Linked DNA regions of Mus musculus: region 1 is linked to region 2. A link is a contact called in public HiChIP or PLAC-seq data. All regions are on one chromosome and are shown on one strand. Each heading gives the region's core, a stretch centred on a gene start, on an enhancer-like site or on the middle of the called end of the contact. The rest is flanking DNA. Distances are from core to core; before and after follow the strand shown. Region 1 overlaps Sufu (SUFU negative regulator of hedgehog signaling). Region 2 overlaps Elovl3 (elongation of very long chain fatty acids (FEN1/Elo2, SUR4/Elo3, yeast)-like 3).

The links. HiChIP or PLAC-seq counts read pairs in DNA pulled down with a chosen protein or histone mark.
Region 1: a contact with region 2 is called in an HNF4G HiChIP or PLAC-seq map of pancreatic cancer cells. The contact joins two enhancer-like sites. A contact is called at or near these places in 2 of 39 promoter capture datasets (embryonic stem cells and hematopoietic stem and progenitor cells), 1 of 484 Hi-C or Micro-C datasets (the CH12 cell line), 4 of 115 datasets of contacts at active chromatin or transcription factors (astrocytes, embryonic midbrain, microglia and 1 more) and 3 of 9 other capture datasets (embryonic stem cells, liver and macrophages).

The regions. Positions count from the first base shown.
Region 1 is chr19:46,477,859-46,481,066 of GRCm38.p6, reverse strand. All of the region lies in intron 10 of Sufu (SUFU negative regulator of hedgehog signaling), which reads right to left. Among named protein-coding and RNA genes, the nearest start is that of Trim8, 22 kb to the left of the region's middle. Within about 2 kb of position 1,571, at least 170 of the 459 cell types and tissues checked have an H3K27ac peak or open chromatin away from gene starts, as enhancers often do. A contact at or near this core is called in liver and pancreatic cancer cells, where this site is marked.
Region 2 is chr19:46,134,026-46,137,563 of GRCm38.p6, reverse strand. It overlaps Elovl3 (elongation of very long chain fatty acids (FEN1/Elo2, SUR4/Elo3, yeast)-like 3), which reads right to left. Exons shown (of 4, transcript NM_007703.2): 3 at 3,412-3,538; 4 at 1,870-3,189. The coding sequence ends at 2,762. It overlaps Pitx3 (paired-like homeodomain transcription factor 3), which reads left to right. Exons shown (of 4, transcript NM_008852.4): 2 at 70-199; 3 at 379-581; 4 at 959-1,879. The coding sequence starts at 82. The coding sequence ends at 1,546. Among named protein-coding and RNA genes, the nearest start is that of Elovl3, 3.9 kb to the right of the region's middle. Within about 2 kb of position 1,358, at least 119 of the 459 cell types and tissues checked have an H3K27ac peak or open chromatin away from gene starts, as enhancers often do. A contact at or near this core is called in liver and pancreatic cancer cells, where this site is marked.

The DNA of each region.
Region 1 (3,208 bases), core at 322-2,821, 340 kb before region 2:
GCCTCTGCCACAAGAATAGGAACCTCGAGGATCATTCCAGTAGTTTCTGCCTTATCTGCAGGAACCTGCACTAAGTGTTAACCTGTATCTCTTCCTTGGGTCCTGTTATGGGCTTGCAAGGGAGGCAAGTCTAGTTCTCAATGTGCTTGCTGATAGATGACTGGGTGCGGAGAAGGAAGGCAGTCTTCCTGACTTCAGAACAGTGCCTACCTGGTGGCGACGGAGCATGCTCTTTTCCTGTTTGCGGAAGGTGTGCCCACTCTAGAGATGTGTATACTCAGGGCTCTCCTCTTTCTGATGGGGGAGGTGATGGTAGCTTTTACCAATGACCAGGAAGAACAGTACCCTCAACCCAGTCAGGAGTGTATCTGCGCATTCCAACAGGGCTGGAAGCAGAGTATCACACACACACACACCCAGGCTGGTCTCAAACTCACAGAGATCCTCCTGCCTCTGCCTCCCAAGCACTGGGATTAAAGAGACCTATAGGACCACACTTCATTCTGAGTCCACACATTTTAACAGTTCCCCTCGTCTAGAAACATCGGCAGCAATGACAAACCATCCCAACACTCGCTGCACTCTATTATGCTTGTCTGAAGAACCGGGACAAAGCACTGAGGGTTTCGCTCAAAGAGCCCTTGGAGGATGGAGACCCTCTAAGGAGAGAGGAAGGGCCCCTGGACCATTCTGAGTAACATGTTCCCTTGGAGGGCTCTGGAGAACACATGTGCTGGGCAACATGCTCTCACTCTGGACAACAGTCTACCCAAGGCAATGCAAAAACACCTGCATTTTCACAAGGCACCCTGAGAGCGCATAGGGGGAGGAAGTGCTAGGAAGAGCCCAGAGGAGGAGGGCTGAGAAGAGTGTGAACCAGCAGCTCCCCACTGCAGCTCTACCTCTGGGTGACTGATTGTGAGGGCCTGGTCAGCTGGAGAGAGGGTCTGGAGCCAAGGTTCAGAGCTCACTCCAGTGGGCTCCCATCACAGGACCTGTGCAGTGCAGTCAGACAGCCTGGCTCATTGGCGGTGAGAAAGGATTGTCAACAACCTCTCAATTCTCCAGGTTCCAGCAAGTTCCAGAAAGGAACCTGAAAAGTGATCTTTTGTTGGTGCCTGCCCCGGGCAGGCCCGGCTGTGCTGCAGGCGGGGACTGAACCGCCACAAATCTGACACTCATTCCAAGGTCTGCGGTCAACGGATTTCTAAGTGGCTGACAGTGCCCATGCCTTCCCTCGGTGTGATGACAATCCACACTTTGTCTTGGGGCCCTGTTTGCTCCGTGTGTTGACATGTTGTTCTGCTCCCCAGCAAGCTTGGCTTTCTTTCCCTCCCTTTCCTCTTCTCCAGGAAGGAAGTGTGCTCTTTACAGAGGCATGGCCTGCCAAGGAGCAGCCCTGGCACCCATGAGGGCATCGAGGTGGAGCCCAGCAAGGGCTCCTGTCGGCTGCTCCCCTTCCCCACATTGAGGCAGACACTCCCGTCCTGGGAGGGGCCGAGGCGAGGCATGTGCTTGTGAGTGGTGGGGGCGCTCGCTCATTTCCTGCTCTGGGTGGGTGGTGAGAAGTTGGCTTTGGTGGCCAGGAGCAGGCTGAGACTCCTGCTCTGTCGACACAGTGGGGAATTACAGTTTGCTCTGCAACGTAATAGGCACTGGACTGAACAAAGAGGTCTGGAGACGGCCCAAGGCAAGATCTCCAAAGGAGACCAGGTATAGGCAGGCCCACCGGAAGGAGAAACGGTAGGCACCAGAAAGGGAGGGCCAGGGGCCGGGCAGGGGACTCCCAGGTTGGCTTCTACACCACATCCAAAGGTGTATATGGGGACGGAAGAAGACAGGCTGGAGAGATCTGGGAAGCCTGTTCCTGGGCTGGGATACAGTTCAGCAGAGGTTTCCCACAGGGAACAGCTGGGAGGCGTCTTCTCCCAAGCCAGGACCTCCCATTGGGCTGCTAGGGAGTGGCTGGGACTAAGAGCACCACCTGGGTGAGCTATCAGACACCACACAGCTGAGAAAGCATTGCAAGGCCTAAAAAAAAAAATAATCTCATGTTTGGTCATATGACCTTTCAGCGACCTCTGGGACTGAAGTGTCTCTCCTGCAGATAGCTCTGGCTAAGAACTTATGTCGGAAACTGACTCAGCTTTGGGCGGGGCTCTGCTCAGAAGACTGGCAACTCAGAGTCAACAGGCCAAGGGGGAAGCCTGCCACAGCCCCCAGCGAAGAGTGCCAGGGCTAGGAAGGGACACTGGCCTGTTCCGGGGTCTGGAGACCTCTCATAAAGCTCTGGACTTGGCTTACACGAAGTAGGATGGATGAGGCCATGCCTCTACTCTGGAAAGATCTTGCCTTCGCAGCATCCCTGTGTGTGAGTTTACATCTGCCCTCCAGAGTACCTTGAGTCCTCCTGAGCTAGTAGGAATTGGGGGACCATGTGGCAGTCCAGGATGAGATGTCTATGGAAGCCCATCTGAGGCCGTCCCACCAGCTCTGCAAAGGGCTCTGGCTCCCTTAGCCTCCCCTTCCCCGGCACTGAGAGGACAGATGCCTTGGCCTTGCCTTTCCCTGGGCTGGTGGCCAGAACAAGGGGCCAAGCAGGGAGTGAGCTCTCGGAAGGCTGCTGAAGGCTGATGCAAGACAGTCTCCTTGGCCCTCCCACTCCAGCTGTGACTTACAGGGATGGTTCAAGCAGCCAAGGGACAGAGGGCTGGCTCTCTCTGTACCCTATGCCTGCAGTCCTCAGCTGCCTCCTGCTCGTCCACCTGCACTCAGGTCTGAGCAGAGGCTCAGGAGGCACTGCAGACCCTGGGAGTGGCAGAAAGCAGCCTGTGACAGCAGGCTCGGCGCTCTGGGTGCCGGCGTTTCCCTGGGCCCTTTCTTGGCATAGTGGGGTTTGATCTGTGACTTTGAGTGGAACCCCAGGTTTCCAGAAGTTCGATAGATTCCTGGGGAGACAGTTGGCCCTTCAGAAGCAATCGAGAGGCCCATAAGTCATTGTAAGCCTGGTTCTCACAAGCCCGGGAGCTGCCTGTGACCACAGAGGCAAGACCCTGAAGGAAAAGTCAGGCTAGCGATCAGAAGCAGAAAACGCTGATCAGGAGAGGAGGAAGGCTGATGTGGGTGTTGGCTTCACTGCTGAGAACCGGGCTGACTAGGGCAGGTCAGATGGAGAGTTTCCCAGGGCTCCTTGCAAAGAGCCAGCCTG
Region 2 (3,538 bases), core at 109-2,608:
CAGGGTATCCCTAAGCCCCTGATCTTTACTTCTATTAACCTGACATATGTCTTCTCTTTCCTCTACTAGAGACCTCCCTCCATGGAGTTTGGGCTGCTTGGTGAGGCAGAGGCGCGAAGCCCTGCGCTGTCGTTATCGGACGCAGGCACTCCACACCCTCCGCTTCCAGAACATGGCTGCAAGGGGCAGGAGCACAGTGGTGAGCGCGCCCCCTTCTGGGGGTGGAGGAGAAAACAGTTTAGCCTTGATGCGGGGTGGGAGCGAGAGTGATAACCTGAGCGGGAGCCAGCCAGGGGCTGAGGAATTCCTTGAGGCCCCTGAACCAGAGACTCCGCACAGGCCCTAGCGCCCTATGACCTGCCACATTCTGGCCCTCAGACTCGGAGAAGGCCTCGGCCTCACTGCCGGGGGGCTCCCCCGAGGACGGCTCTCTGAAGAAGAAGCAGCGGCGGCAGCGCACGCACTTCACCAGCCAGCAGCTGCAGGAGCTGGAGGCCACCTTCCAGAGGAATCGCTACCCTGACATGAGCACCCGCGAAGAGATCGCGGTGTGGACCAACCTCACTGAGGCCCGCGTGCGGGTATGGCCCCACCTGCGCGCACCTCGCTCTCGTGCCCCCCACCCCCCATCCCAAGTAGCTGGTGACTCTGCGGGGCCGGTGCCACGTCGGGCCCAGTTCCCCACCCTCCTGCTGCCTTGCCTGCCACCCCCATCACTCGATTCCTCGGCTGGGACCAAGGCTCTACCTTCCCCTCATCTCTCTTTGATCCCGAGCTGTTCCCCCAAACCCTGCGGCCCCTGGCTTCACTTCTCTGGCCCCCAGGCTCGGTGCGCTCCTCCCTTCCAGCCTGCATCCACCATGCACCTCTGATCTTCCCCGCCCGGGCTCGATCCTACTGTGGGTGGCCCAGTCCCCAGCCACTCCACCTCCTGACAGCCTTTCTCGGATACCCGCAGGTGTGGTTCAAGAACCGGCGCGCCAAGTGGCGGAAGCGGGAGCGCAGCCAGCAGGCGGAGCTGTGCAAAGGTGGCTTCGCAGCCCCGCTCGGGGGCCTGGTGCCACCCTACGAGGAGGTGTACCCGGGCTACTCGTACGGCAACTGGCCGCCCAAGGCTCTCGCCCCGCCGCTCGCCGCCAAGACCTTCCCGTTCGCCTTCAACTCGGTCAACGTGGGGCCTCTGGCTTCACAGCCTGTATTCTCACCGCCCAGCTCCATCGCCGCTTCTATGGTGCCCTCGGCCGCCGCTGCCCCGGGCACCGTACCAGGTCCCGGAGCCTTGCAGGGCCTGGGCGGGGCACCCCCCGGGCTGGCTCCAGCCGCCGTGTCCTCCGGGGCAGTGTCCTGCCCTTACGCCTCGGCCGCCGCAGCCGCCGCTGCAGCCGCCTCCTCCCCCTATGTATACCGGGACCCGTGTAACTCGAGCCTGGCTAGCCTGCGGCTCAAAGCCAAGCAGCACGCCTCTTTCAGCTATCCCGCCGTGCCCGGGCCGCCGCCGGCCGCTAACCTTAGCCCCTGCCAGTACGCCGTGGAACGGCCGGTGTGAGCCGCAGGTCTGTGGATCCATCCCCGAGGGCGGGGCAGTAATTCACAGCCTCTCCGGACAGGGGTCGCCTAGACTGGCTTGCCCTCGTCCCAGGGTCTGAAAGGGGTGCCAGAGCACCCGGGAAGAGGCCGCGGGCTTCGAAGAGGGCCTTTTCCCTCGCAGCCCCCGAGCGGTGGTCTGACCCCTATGCGGAGACCGCGCCCCTAGGACTAAGGCCAGGAACAGGGACCAGCTCCCCCAGGGCCAATTCACCCTTGGCTCACCCCGCCTTCTCCAGACTCCCCCTATCCCATTTTCAAAGATCAATGAAATAAACGTGCGCGGACTGTCAAAGGCCTGATGATTCAGACTTGCGGTTGAGCCCTCCTTCCCTTCATCCTTCCCATTGTCCAAAAGGACAGCTGGATGTACAGGAACCGAGTGAGCGTCCAGGCTTCTAAGGTTGCCGTCTCACTCCTTTCCTCCAGGATAGGGAAGCAGGGTCTCCTGGAGTAAAAGGAGTATGAAGCTTGGTGTGACCAGCTAGCTGACAGGGATCGTTCTCTGCTGGTGCTGCGACGCCACCTGGTGGTCTCTGGGAGGACAGCCGGTAGGTCTGGTCACCCGTGCTTCCACGCAGCGATCTCTTCTGCAGTTTAGCCTATGATTTTAGGACTTGTTTCTCACTGTTCCTTTCAGAGGCTTGGGTCTCTAACAGCAATAAACTTCTAGTCTGTAAAAGACATTTATTAAGCGCCTACCAGGCCTAGAATTCTTATTGAGTGTTTGTGTGTGCCTCTGTCCTTCCACACACCCTCAGGCTCCCCCCCTGCAGATCACTCACTCCCCAGAGTCAGCCTCCTCCTACCACAGAGTCAGTCCACTCTCCCCTCCCCTCCAAGTCCACAAATCCTCAAGATCATGTTGACCTCTTTTAAAAATAGAGCAAGAAGAGAAAGATTTCTAAATATAAATATAAATAACTCCATTTTAAGGACCTCAGTCCTATCTCCTTCCTAGGGCTTGGTTTTCCTTCACATTAAAGACAGAAACATCAAAGTACCAAACCACACACCCCCTATCCCCAAGGGTGACATTTCTTGGTTGTCATAGCTTCCTGCAACTTTGAGGGTACATATCCCATGGGGGAAACCATACAGGGAGGTACCCTAATCATTCTCCCATACCCTTAGTGCCACGGAGGAACGGCTGAGGCTCCATCTTTCTTTCCTACTCTCATTGGCTCTTGGATGCAACTTTGCCCTTGGGCCTGAGGTAGGCTCGGTGGAAGAAGTGAGCGAATAGGATGAAATAGGTCCCATATAGCATAAAAGACCAGAAGAAGTGTTCCGTTGTTGTGTGGCATCCTTTCTCCTGCCTCCAGATGTAATTCAGTATGCCAAAGATGGTGCCCAGAACCATCTGCAGAATCTGCAGGCTGGTGATGACCATGGGGAGAAGATTAGGATGCTTCAGTTTGGCAGCCTTCATAGTGTAGTAAGTGTACATGACAGAATGGACGCCAAAGTTCATGGTCATGAACCAGCCACCCGAAGGCACTTTGTTCTTGTATCCAAAGCTTGTGAACAGTAGCACTGTGCTGTGGTGGTACCAGTGGACAAAGATGAGTGGACGCTTACGCAGGATGATGAAGGCCGTGTCTCCTGAGAGGTGAGGGATCATAGTCGTCAGGCCACCCAGTGCTGGTACCACTCCCTCCCCGGGGTGTGTGAACACATCTGGAAATCTCACGGTGTGGGTGTGGGGTGGGGATATCTCACTAAGACCCAGGAGTAGGGCCGGGACTCTCCATGTGATGGGTAAGGGAAGAGCGCTGGGGAAGGATTCAAGTCACTGGGCACCGGAGACAAAGCCCCTGCACTCACCCAGTTCAACAACCTTGCTGAGAAGAAAGAGAAAGGACCAGAATCTGACTACGGCGTCATCCGTGTAGATGGCAAAGCACACGGTTTGCTTGAGGCCCACTGTAAACATCACTGTTGCCATAAACTT